Linked DNA regions of Mus musculus: region 2 is linked to region 1. Evidence: chromatin contacts called from public HiChIP or PLAC-seq data. All regions are on one chromosome and are shown on one strand. The core of a region is the stretch at or near the end of the contact, and the rest is flanking DNA. Distances in the headings are between cores, read along the strand shown.

Region 1 (6,712 bases), core at 1,452-3,951:
AAGAAGGACACATGCTCCACTATGTTCATAGCAGCCTTATTTATAATAGCCAGAAGCTGGAAAGAACCTAGATGCCCCTCAACAGAGGAATGGATACAGAAAATGTGGTACATCTACACAATGGAGTACTACTCAGCTATTAAAAAGAATGAATTTATGAAATTCCTAGCCAAATGGATGGACCTGGAGGGCATCATCCTGAGTGAGGTAACACATTCACAAAGAAACTCACACAATATGTATTCACTGATAAGTGGATATTAGCCCCAAACCTAGGATACCCAAGATATAAGATATAATTTGCTAAACACATGAAACTCAAGAAGAATGAAGACTGAAGTGTGGACACTATGCCCCTCCTTAGATTTGGGAACAAAACACCCATGGAAGGAGTTACAGAGACAAAGTTTGGAGCTGAGATGAAAGGATGGACCATGTAGAGACTGCCATATCCAGGGATCCACCCCATCATCAGCATCCAAACGCTGACACCATTGCATACACTAGCAAGATTTTATTGAAAGGACCCAGATGTAGCTATCTCTTGTGAGACTATGCCGGGGCCTAGCAAACACAGAAGTGGATGCTCACAGTCAGCTAATGGATGGATCATAGGGCTCCCAATGGAGGAGCTAGAGAAAGTAGCCAAGGAGCTAAAGGGATCTGCAACCCTATAGGTGCAACAACATTATGAACTAACCAGTACCCCGGAGCTCTTGACTCTAGCTGCATATATATCAAAAGATGGCCTAGTCGGCCATCACTGGAAAGAGAGGCCCATTGGACTTGCAAACTTTATATGCCCCAGTACAGGGGAACACCAGGGCCAAAAAGGGGGAGTGGGTGGGCAGGGGAGTGGGGGTGGGTGGATATGGGGGACTTTTGGTATAGCATTGGAAATGTAAATGAGTTAAATACCTAATAAAAAATGGAAAAAAAAAAAAAGAATTTGTGTTGTTGTTCTAAAAAAGCAAGAGAGTTATTGAGTTATAATGGATAGAGCTTATGACTACCTTGATTCATATAAAATTAAAAATATAATAGAATACAGTCAGGACAGTGTGAACACTTGATAATTGACATATTGAAGAGTTACTGACTTTTGCAAGGTGATAATGATATTGTGAATTTATATCCTAATTAGGATATATATTAGAATGATTCTGAGTGCTGTTATATATTTATAGTTTGCTTCAGAATAATATTTGTTTTTCAAGAGATAAGCCATGAATTGATCATTATCATTATTAAATGCCAAATACTGTTGACTTACATTTTTCCATATATTTTATGTGTTTTTGAAATTTTCCATAATACAGTATGTATATGTCTGTGTGTGTGTGTGTGTGTGTGTGTGTGTGTGTGCATGCATTCACATGTAGTTTATTATTGTTAGCTCTTCCAGCGTATGTTAGCAAGTGGTGGAGGATAGACTACTGTTCTTTCTTTAGACACTCTTGGGTCCCCAAGAGCAGAGAAGCAACAAAGTCTTAGAACCTGTAGATCTCTGTCATGTTCTCTTCACACTAGTCCATTTCCATAAACCTGCTATATTAAGTAGAACACATGGACATGGTATTTATCATCTGCTTGTGCTGTAGAGAAGGTATGTTTTATATAAAAATAGCTTGTTAAGTAGAAAACAAATGCCCCCGTTTGCAGGGCTAGCTCATATTCTCTTATTTAGTAGGTCAGCAATGAGGCTGTCTAGGGCTCTGTTTCCAGGTCCCTATGCATCGCAGGCTAGGGGTAGACAGCAGATTCCCAGGCAGAAGGCAGTGAGGGCTGCAGAAATCAAGGCACATGACCAGGCCCCAGAGAGGCAGCCCTGAAACAGGACATTTGTGGTGAGACTGGGGCCCCAACAGAACTAGCCCTCTCTTTTTTCACATTTCCTGTAACTCTAAATCCAGACTTGAATGTGCTGTCTCCTGAATTTTAGTTTCCTAAAATATTTTGGAAACGCTACACTTCAAACCAAGCTCTGAGCAGTGGGATTACCCTCACTTCTGCCTCTGATTTAGTGCATACCCATGATACAGCTCTAAATAGACCCTGTGGGCCCCAGGACTCTAAAGGCCACTGGTTCTTTTTTTTTCTGTGAGCTTCCTGACTAATGGGAAGGAGGTGGGATAATTTGAAAAGAAGCCAAGTGAGAGATGCAGAGAGGGATAATGTATGCAGAGAAGGGGGTGAAGAAGCCATCAGAGGCAATCAGGGAAGGCTTAAAACACTGGAAGAGTTGAAAGAGTTCTGCTCATCTCTAACTGAACAACAGAAAAGTAAAGGGAAGCCCAGGGCCATTAAGAGCCCCCAAAGAGGAGAACTGGGAAACTGATGGTCTCTATAGCCCACCGATGGAGGATCCCATCCCACCCAGGTCAAAGGAGTGCCATGACCAATCAAACGGAAATGTGGGAGCAAGCCGCCGAAAGCTTGAGAGTGAAATGAGCAGAAATTTCAGCTCTGCCTGTGTAGAAGTGACAGTTGAAGCCATAGGGTCTATGGCATGCTTTTCCCTCACGTCTGCCATGGGCAAGTGACACATTTTCAAGTATGCATTTTGAGTCTGGCATTTGCAAAGCTAGCAGCCCATTATTTACCGCGCTAAGCCATGCTTAACACTCAGAGCACTACCCAATTACTTCAGGAACATTCCCCTCACTGGGAAGGGAGAAAGTCTTGGAGCAGGAGAAAGCCAGCATTTGGAAGGCTGTGCCTGTGGCAGCAGCTTTATTGGTAGGCATATGATCTCCCTCAGTGATAGCCTAAAGCACGTGAATTGCTTTTTATTGCTGTAAAAACGTTATTCAAGAAATTGAGACAGTCGAGAACAGATTTATAAACCTGTGTATCCACAGTTCTCGGTACATTTGGGCCACACACTTAGTCTTTCTCTCATACTAAAGTTTGAAGAGTGATTTCTTTTAAAAGTGAAAGTAAGCAGGAAGTTGCTGCGTTCTTCCATGGCTGGGCTCTCCCTGTTCTTGAGACGAAGCCTTTTAAAACTTGCCACACTTATTTCGTGTAAACTGGCCTCTCTGGGCATAGGAGTATCATTCGTTATTAGCACTTATGCAAGCCTGGAGCGAGTTACGGATCCATCCCTCTCCTCCAGGCTCATGAACTTAGACGTGTGTACAAGCCAGGTGAGTTTATATTGGAGAAAATTTGGCCATCCATCAATAATAGCCCTGATTCCAAGATTCACACAGCCTGGAAACTGCCCAGTGTGCATTTAAGAAGCCGAATGTGGACATCTTTCAAAAACTTCCCCCATCAAAGAAACCAAGAAAAACACCCCCAGTATAATGAAACTGTTCTTAAAAAGAAAAAAAGTCATAACTGAGCAAAGTTCTGGTAACTAGAGTAACTTTGTTTGGGAGACTATGCATGCTGATGCCAAGATATTGGGACTCTTAAGATCTTTACTTCCTTTTGTCCTCCTCAGCACCCGCCCACCCCCACCCCCACCCCCTCAGCTTTCAGCTACCAGTGACAAAAACAACATGTTCTTTTGTGCCTTTTGGGTGTACAAACCCAACCATTTATTCAAACATTCCCTGACCCAACAGAGTTTCTTAGGAGTCAGTATCAGAAATTGACAAGGTTGGTGGATACAAGGATTCTACACATTCTCTGTATCTGCAATTCGTTTGTGGTATGTCAAGTTTCAAAAAGGAAACTCGACCCCCACGGGGAGAAAGTGAAGAAGGAAAATCTGGGCTAGCTTGTAGGAGCAGTGAGCAAAGCTCCCATGGTCAGTGCTTGGAAGCCCTCCAAGGTCCAACAGGCTCCAGGAAACTCGAGCAATTGTCATGGTATTAGAACCGGTCCAAGGTGCCAGAGTCAAAATACGGCCACCACTGACCACAGTAGAGGGCTACGTGGGAGCGTATGTAGGTCACTTACAGATTGTGAATTCAGACAGGCTGAGTTTATACAATTATTTTTACAACTAAGCTCTGGAGAAGCCCCAACTGTTGAGAACTTTTAGAAGGGACCTATTTCACAACGTGTAAGAAAATTACAACATGTGCCTGAATGGTACATCCTTAGTGGCTCATTACATGTTGATAGCCAGGTCGGGGGTTCTGTTTGTGCTGACATTCCTAGCCCCACCTAGATGATGGCATTTCCTCGGACAAATGTTGGAGTTCACTGGGACGCTCATGACTCAATACAAGCATTACCTCAACCTCTTTCAGTGAACTCTGGTTTGATGCAATGAAAAATAATAAAATTCAGAATTGCTCTCCTCGTCCCTGGGGCTTAAGCCCACAAGTGGTTTTTGGGGGTCAGCCATGCATAGTGTGGGAAATTCCCAAAACACGGACCAGAAGGCAGCAAGAAGCAGTTTACCCAGCTCTGCCCTCAGTCTTTCTTTTCCCACGAGGTCACTGATTTCCACTCACTCCTGGTCACCTGTCTCTTCAATGACTTCCCTCTGTAACCTTCCACAGGTGACAAGGGGATCAAATTAGCTCCCGGGGAGATTTGTGCCTTGGTAAATCCTCAGGCCTCTAAAGTAGGGAGCAAATTAGCAACATCACAAATTCTGCCTTTGTTTTCACTAAGTGCTGCTGTGGAGGTCTAACTTAATGGAAGTATTTGCTTTCCCATAAATACACATAAACTCCTGCCTCCTGTCGTAGGCAGAGAAAGCCCTGTCAGTGCCAATCAAGGACTGAAGCATATTTAAAAGCAAACAGCCGTAATTGAAGTTCTCAGTGGAAGCAATGCCATCCGTACCGTTTATGGATTTACCAATTGTTCTGCCCTGTTGTAGCTTTAAAGCTACCACCGAAATTTGTTTTAATTAACAGGCCACTGTGTGTGGTACAGTGAAAGAATCAAGTCTGTGTGGTCCTAAGAAAATCCCCTCTGTTTAAAACTCTCCACATGGTCTCCTGTGACCCTTGCTATGGGTCTACCTTGGCGTCTGTCACACGGCCCAACTGTTCCTCCAGGCCCTTTGTGCTGCTGCCCTTTCGCTTGGCTCTCCCTTCCCTCGTCCATGCATGGCTGGTGCTTTTCTCAATCTTCAGTTGTCTTCGACTGTGTTCCTACCGCAGAGGTGGCATTCCCTATGACGAGACCCTCCCCTGGCCCTTCTTTTACCCACATCACTTTGCTTTATGATCCTGGCTTTTTGTCTTCTCTGAAGTTACCTAATAGCTTTCTGGCTTATTTTCTCCATGCCCCTCTAGAAGGACAGGCTGAGAAAGACCAGGGTCATACCCATCAGATTTACAGTTGTCTGCCTACTACTTAGAAAAGAGCTTGGCATATAGAAGACCCTTGGAAGTAATGCTTTATATGATTGACAGTTTCAAGAATTACATAATGGTTTATAGCCTGATGTCTAGTTCATACTAAGGATCTAGCAGATGGAAGTTGACTTCTTTCCAGCCCTGTCTGTCTAGCCCCTATGCATTAGAGGCTAACTTAACACAATATTCTGTTATCATGAGCACAGGAAATGGGATCTAATTGGGCACAGTGTACTCATCCTTTGTGTTTGCAAAAGAGTGATATAGTTCTGATTTTTTTTTTTAGGCTGTCCTTGTTGGAAGGAACCATGAATTGGCATTTTCCTTTCTTCATCTTGACCACAGTGACTTTATACTCTGTGCACTCCCAGTTCAACTCTCTGTCACTGGAGGAACTAGGCTCCAACACAGGGATCCAGGTCTTCAATCAGATCATCAAGTCACGGCCTCATGAGAACGTTGTTGTCTCCCCACATGGGATCGCGTCCATCTTGGGCATGCTGCAGCTCGGGGCTGACGGCAAGACAAAGAAGCAGCTCTCCACGGTGATGCGATATAATGTAAACGGTGTGTGTGTGTGTTCTCCTTCATCAGTGAGGCCTTGCCCGCAATCCTGCAGGCGAAGGGTCATCATCACTTGGTCTCTGCCTAATCAGAGAAGCAGGGCAGCCAAGAGATGTCATACTATGCCATCTGGAACATGAGGCCAGGGTCTTCTAGAGGGAACATGGCATGCCTGACATTAGGAGCTACTCTTTAGGTTCTGTAGCTGTTGGGCTTTGTGTTCTCTGTCTATCAACACTAATGCTTTCTCTCTTAAGGAAAATCTTTTGTGTTATAAGCATCCTTATAAAACAGGTCCACACTAGAGACTGGCTATATGGAACCCTTATGATGGTGGAGCCCTCTGGATTGATAGGGATGGGGTGAAGTGACTCTACAGGAGTGATATATGTGCCCAGAACTGTGCATGCACCAAGTGTGAATGAAAACTGAGTCATATCAGAATGAACTCTGTAGAACTGTACCCGTGACAACTTCCCAATACAGTCACCACGCCACTCGGTAAAACTAGATGGAAGGCACAGGGAATGTCCCTTTAATTTATAAAAGTTCATTAATTTTTGTGGGGTTGGTATGAGGAAGTTCACGTGTATATGTATCTGGGTGAGGAAGTGTGTGGAGACTAGAAGTGCATGTTGGGTGTCTTCGTCTGTCATGCTTCTTATTGGTCTCACACTGAAGCTGAAATTTACCAAGTGAGCAGATTAGCGGGCCAGTGAGCCCTGGAGATCCACCTACCTATGCTTCCCCAATGCTAGGATCATAGAATAGACAGATACCACCACACAGGCAGGTTTTATATAGATGCTAGGGATCTGAACTCCTGTGGCAAGCATGGAAAGGCATTCCTGCCTTGACTGAGGCATCTGCCCAAA
Region 2 (6,712 bases), core at 1,628-4,127, 190 kb before region 1:
CGAAATCCAATCATCAGTTTCTTGGAATCCAAGGATGGAAAAGCAGGTTTATAATACTTTCCATCACCTGGTGATACACAGAGAGCATGAACAGTGTCACAAGCAGAACGAGGGAATCCTTTTCCTGGGGGATTGAGCTAGAAGAAAGGGAATGTGAGTCGTTTTATGCTGCAGCTAAGAAACCTGTAACGAGGAGGGGGCTGTGGTCTAGGGAATCTTGGCATGGACAAAGAAGTGCACAAACAGGACAGACAGACAGCCAACCCACAGGCAAAGGAAAATAATGGCTTTACACATTTGTGATGGGCGAAGCCTAAAGCTAGAAGTCCACTAAACAGACTGTGGCTTGAATATTTTATGGATGCTTGGTTCCTCCTCTTTCCTGAGTCAGTCATACAGTACCTACCCCTGTGCCTTCCTTTTGTTTCTCCTCACAGTGTCTTCTGAAACAAGAAGCTAACACCTCACCACCCTGTCTTTAGTCTCCTCTATCCTTTTTGAACCTTATTTTCATATCAAACTCCATTCATGCTTAAAACCACTCATAGTTTGAGTCATTTTTACCGATTTTCCTCATGATTCAATGGATAAAAGAACAAGGTCTCTTACACTGAGAACGTTAACTCTCAGGATGTCTGTACCTGCTTCCATGAGGTCTATTCAATTCCCCAAAGAGATTTAATCTGCCGTACCTTCCCTTGAGTCCGAGCTGGCATTTGTGAAATGTTTTGTTGAACAGAATGTGGTAGGTGTAGCATTCTGAGACTACAAAGGAGAGTTCAAAAGAAGCCTTACATCTCTTGCTGACGTTTCTAGGAACATCCTGGGAGCTCTGAGAAACCATGTCAAAATTCCAATTACTATGGAACAGCAACGTCTACCTTCAGACACTCCAATGACCACCTTCAGTGACTGGGCAGGCATCCCATCTGATGCACCAGACATGAGCATCCATCTTAATTCTTGCAGAAGCTTCCACCTACTGTAGGAATATAACTGAAGGAGCTTAGATGGCAATGAAATACAGGGGTCCCAGTAACTTTTGATAATATTGCTGATAGGTAGGACTGTTAGCCATCATAAAATGGTGGTTCAAGTTACAATGTTTTAGAGTCAAAGATTGGTGGGGAAAAAAGCAGTGACCAATCAGACCTTTTAGAAAAATTTGGTTTCACTTTATATTTATAAAGCTGATCAGAAATCATGTGACATGAAATTGGTCCCATGTTTTCAGATGAGAAAAATGGGGTCCAACAAAGCCAAGTAGGATTTCATTGCCCCTGCATTACTCCCTCTTCTTTAATGTTTACGGGCTCAAAATAAATTATAAAGATTATTAAGTTTTACTCATGCCCATCAGCAATGCAAACACATCTGAAATGCCTGGGGAAAACATATGTGAAATGGAAACGTTTTACCTGACTTATCTTCTAACCCCACTGCCTGCTGGTCAGTGGGTAGTTGGTGAATAAAGTGAGTGGATGAATGGATGAATGGATGGATGGATGGATGGATGGATGGAGCATGGATTAACACTTTCTCTGAGTAAATGAAGATTTGCATAAAGATTGCTTAGCTATGATAATTAATCTTGATTTTTCAATTTGATTATATTGAGAGTTACCTAAAAGACAAGTAAAAGGTCTGGAGAAAATTAAACAGTGAAAACCTCGGATATGAATGGGCTGTCTCCCCGATGCCCCATATAATGGCGCTATTGGGCGGTGGCAAAGGAAAGGGGTGCAGCCTTACTGGTGGAGGCAGGCCATTGAGGATATGTCCTTTTACAATGTTTCTCCTTAGTCTCTTCTAATTTCCCTTCTTTCTGAGTACCAGCCACCATGGGCGAGCTGCACTGTTCCATCAAGTCTGCCAAGGGATGGGCAGACAAACCTTTATGTTGTTTTCAAGACTTTGCGTCTCATCCTTGCAGAAGCAGCTGATGCATATGCATTGTGCTTCAGCTGCCTCATTTTCATAATTAACTCACCTCAGCTGCAGACTTTTCACACATGACTCCCAGAGAACCAACTAGAAAACTAGATTTTTGTCATCCTCTGTGACTCCGTGTCATGGATTTCTGCAGGCCAAATGGCTTGCCGCTGCCAGGATCCAAGCTCTTATAGAGAAAGTAGCTTTTCCTGGGAGGCTGAACCTCTCTGAAGTCTGTGCTATGTTTATTTATCAGTAGTGCCTCTGGCCTGGATACTGTGATAGCCAAGTCTAAGCCAGATGAACATTTTTTTATCAGATAGTAACCTCATTCTTCATGATTGGTTTATACCACCTTTGAATCTAATTATTTGCCTGGAAGAGCCAAAGGTGAGGGAGGGAATCCTGATTAACATTATGTGGAGTTTGACAATACCAAGTCTTTGTGCACACATTCAACATAGAGGCTACTTTACTACTAGAAGCACAAACCACTCTGCATTTTGTTTCTCTGTAACACTCAATGTTTAGGAAATTGATGAGCATGTAAGAAAAAAACAAAAAACAAAACTAGGGATGAAGCTTAGTGGTAGAGAGCTTGCCTGTAATGCAGGAGATGCTAGGTTGAATCCGCAGTCACACGAGTGTATACACACACACACACACGCATGCAAATGCTGTGCACAAATTTGTTAGTTACTAAGCTAGGCCATTTGGGAAATAGCAGTTCTGGAAGCCTATGGCAGGAAATTAGGTTTAGAATCCAAGAGAGTGAGCTTTTGGACTGGACGTCATTGGTACAGGGATATCTTTCTGTAAAACAGAAAAAGAAAAAAGAATCGACCGCTTGACCTTTTGACCTTAGGCACCCCTGGGACCACAGAGACTCTGCAGCTGTTGCCTTTCCTGGGCTCGTCACCAAGAAACATAGCTGTGAAGGCCAGTTTTGAAGAAAGAAACAATGTGCTCTTATCCAGAAAGGATGGGCGAGCTGCTTCTCAGGCAAACAGTCCCAGGGCTCCTGTCTTTCAGGGAAATTACTAAACCACAGCCAAACCACAAAAGTCAACTTCTAAAATAGCTTCAGACAAGTTCTAAAAAAAAGTAATTAAAGGGACATCAGAGTTCTTAGAGCCCACCCCCACCTTACTCCCCATCCCCAACAGCATTCCGCTGTCACTGGAAGACCTGGGAGCATAGGCGGTTGAATCAGTCATACTCAACAGCTGAGCCACGTAGGACTGACGTCAGCAAACGTGTACCATAGATAGAACAAGGTAAATGGAGGAGGGGCACTTTTTTCATAGATCTGACAAGTATTTGCTAAGGCCAGGAGTAAGTGCCACACATTGTCCTCGCACACTTGATCACTGCCCTTATGAGATTCAGTCTTGTGAAGAAAACAATCCCATGAACAGTGGGTAGTTATAATCATGATAAGAATAGCAATGCTATTTGACCATCTATGAAAAGAGGGATTGTCTCAGTCGGGGGATTTAGGTGAGATGGCTTAAAATAAAAGAAATTTTAGTTAAGTTCTTAGAAAAGCTGAGTCTTGATCAGCTAGATAGTAAATGAGAAGAAGTATTCTAGTAGGAAACTGTACACATAAAGGCCTCACAGAGATAACATGGCTCATGAAAGGGAGGGTAGATGACTTAACAGTGGGAGGTAGAGGGGTGACTGTGTAGTTACTTTCACAAGTCAAATCTTCAGGGCTCCAAGATGGGAAAGGTAATATACACAATACAATCAAATTGTCATTTGAAAAGATCAGATGTGGGCTGGAGAGATGACTCAGTGGTTAAGAGCACTGACTGTTCTTCCGAAGGTCCTGAGTTCAAATCCCAGCAACCACTTGGTGGCTCACAACCATCCGTAATCAGATCTGACAGCCTCCTCTGGTGAGTCTGAAGACAGCTACAGTGTATTAGATATAAATAAATCGCTTGAGCTGGATTGACCAGAGCAAGTGGGGCCAGAGCAAGCAGGGCCATGTACTCATATACATTAAATAAATAAATAAATAAATAAATAAATAAATAAATAAATAAATATCAGGTGACTTAGTCATTGACATCACTTCCCCCAGGGGAGCATCTCAGACCAGTTATTCATGAGGAAGTTGAGTCCAATGTTTGGATTATGGACCCCAGATCTTGGACACAATGAACCTTGCAGGATCTAAGTATCTACCGTATCTTACCTATCTCTTGGTACTTCTCCTCTACATTCCAAAATGCGTACCAGGCAACTCCTTTAAATCCTAATCTCTTCCCTCTGGCCCCTGGCCTTCAAGCAAAATATAGAGCCTTAATCTGTATCCCATTTTTACTTTCAGCCCCATGAAGTACGAATTTAGAAAAATGAAGTAAAAATCTTTCATACAGCTCAGTGATGTTTTCAGTTGCTTGTTCCCAGCCCTCTTGGAAAGTTCCCTGTTCCTTTTAAGCAAAAATGCTCTTTATTCAGCACAAATGTGTAGGGTAGTTCTTCTCCCAAGAGGACATTGGGCTAAGAGGAAGCTCTAGTGTAGTGGTTCTAAGTAAGGAAGAAGAGATCCTGAGATTGGGGACAATTCAACAGGGAAAGAGGGAAAGTGTTGGTGAAAGAAGCTATTTGGATTGTCTAAGGCTCGTCCTGCAGAATCAGTTTAAACTCCAAACAAGAAAAAAAAAACATATTCATTTTTTTAACCTATCCTGGGAGATCACCAGAGAAAGGTCTGTATGAAGTGGACCTTCCAAAACAGGAGTGTAAGCTGAAAGGAATGGCCATTGGAAGGACTAAATAACAAAGACTCAAAAACGCCTGTATCAGTGAATGTCATGAGAGGAAGGGTTACTATTCAACCTCTGCTACACAGCATCCCCTTGTACCAACCAGAGAATAAAACCCCAAATCTTAATGAAGCCAACTATACCTCTTTGCTGTACTAGAACCACCCAATGACAACAACTATAGAATATTAATTTAATGTGCTCATGTCCCCATGAAATGACGACCAATAGGCTTCCCAACAGCAAAGGAACTCTCACAATTTCCTAGGTATCATCATCTTTCACTCTCCAAAATCCCCACTTCACACAATGACTTTTCTTAAGCTGAAGATTTCTACCAATGACCTTTCTTTGTAGGTGGCCTTGTCTCACACATCACAGAGAAAGAGGAAACTCTAAGACATAAGCAGAGCTTCAAAGCATCAGCCTGAGATGCCATCTTCCTCCCCTGCCTGTGTCAGTGATGGGGGGTACTGGAAAGGTGGAGCCCATGACCTCATTCACTGTTCTCCTCAGGGCCATTACTATCCACTCTTGATATGCCCGTGGTCAGTCTCTACTGATTTCATTTTATCATCAAAGGCCTCTAGGCCTTCAAAAGCAAATGAAAAGAACAGCAAATTTCAAAGGTGGTTCTTCCCTGGTTCTTCCAACCCAGTTCTGATGTCTGTATTCTTTTTTCACTGAGCTGACCTTTCTTATTCTCTTTATAACTTGTGCCTGGTACATATAGCATATAGCCATCAAGCCACACACATGGAATATATATGTATATATATTCCAATATATATGTATATATGTGTATGTGGTGTGTGTGTATGCGTATAGACATAATTTATATGTACATACGTATATATTACATGAATGAGCCAAATCAAAGTTGACCGCTCTGTCATCTTTGACATAATAATCATAGCTGCTCTCTTCATAGAGATTACATTCTTGAGACATCTCATCTTGACACAAATGTCACCCTAAACTGTTGGTATCCATTCAGTTTCCAGGGTCACTCCTTTGTTGATTTGTTCCCCTCTATTCACCCTTCAGATGTTGTGCTGCCCCAGGGGATCACTGGTGGGCCTCCTTCTTTTCATACTTTATATTATTCTTGGGCTTCAACTTGAATGCCTGCCACTCTCATTTAGATGTCAAGTTCAGAGCCTAGTACAGCTTAGATCTTCCCTTATATTTAAACGCCTTCTCCACATCCCACGGACTGCCTCATCAGCACATCCTTCTCCACATGTTCAAAATGGATCCTGTCATCTTCCCAGAAATCGCTCCTCCCACTGTGGTTCACATTGCAGTAAATGACATGCTCAATCAACCCCTGTGGTTGCTCTTTGAGAACCCACACCGCAAGTTGGATGCTGCTATGAGCTCTCACCACAGCTTCCTCTGCACACACCAGCAAGCTGCATGTCCTATTTACTTGATTCCCAAGTGTATACCTAAGTCTAGTCTCTCCTCTATAGCTCTGTCACTAGCCTAATCCGAGCCACCATCCTTTTCCTACCTGCCCAATTTCATGGCAGCCAGACCTCTTTGCCAATGACAGAATATATGAGAAGCTCTCTTCCACTGAGGTGGGGGTGGAGTGAAAATGGATACAGACTTTAAGTAGTGGGAACATCTCAGATACAAAGTTAGGATGCTCCACTTTGGTACTGTCTACAGGTGACCCTTTGCTCACAATATAGCTCATGTCAGAGGTATCTGTTGTCGTTAATGACAATTTCCTTTTCTACTTTTTATGCCTCCATCCCAGAGTTAAATATAGCCTTAAATCCTGTGAAGGTTAAAATCTTCACTCAGAACCTTTGGTATAACAATAGATTCAAAGAAGCTGATGTTGTGGGTAGATGCAAGGCCAAGTCCTGACCAATAGAGCATCAAACCCTTCACCTCGTTATCCTCCCAAAGAGTGAGCACGCCCCAAATCAGTTCTCCAGAATGTTGCCCCAGAAACACCCCCTAACAATTGTCTTCTCTCTCCATCT

The links. HiChIP or PLAC-seq counts read pairs in DNA pulled down with a chosen protein or histone mark.
Region 2: an H3K27ac HiChIP or PLAC-seq map of heart atrium shows a contact between it and region 1, with 2.6 times the contacts expected there. The contact joins two enhancer-like sites. A contact is called at or near these places in 1 of 484 Hi-C or Micro-C datasets (uterus) and 3 of 115 datasets of contacts at active chromatin or transcription factors (CD8 T cells, acute myeloid leukemia and heart atrium).

What each region holds. Positions count from the first base shown.
Region 1 is chr1:79,820,405-79,827,116 of GRCm38.p6, reverse strand. It overlaps Serpine2 (serine (or cysteine) peptidase inhibitor, clade E, member 2), which reads left to right. Exons shown (of 9, transcript NM_009255.4): 2 at 5,560-5,840. The coding sequence starts at 5,582. Among named protein-coding and RNA genes, the nearest start is that of Serpine2, 35 kb to the left of the region's middle. Within about 2 kb of position 2,701, at least 79 of the 459 cell types and tissues checked have an H3K27ac peak or open chromatin away from gene starts, as enhancers often do. A contact at or near this core is called in heart atrium, where this site is marked.
Region 2 is chr1:80,014,981-80,021,692 of GRCm38.p6, reverse strand. No RefSeq gene overlaps it. Among named protein-coding and RNA genes, the nearest start is that of Gm33970, 20 kb to the left of the region's middle. Within about 2 kb of position 2,877, at least 24 of the 459 cell types and tissues checked have an H3K27ac peak or open chromatin away from gene starts, as enhancers often do. A contact at or near this core is called in heart atrium, where this site is marked.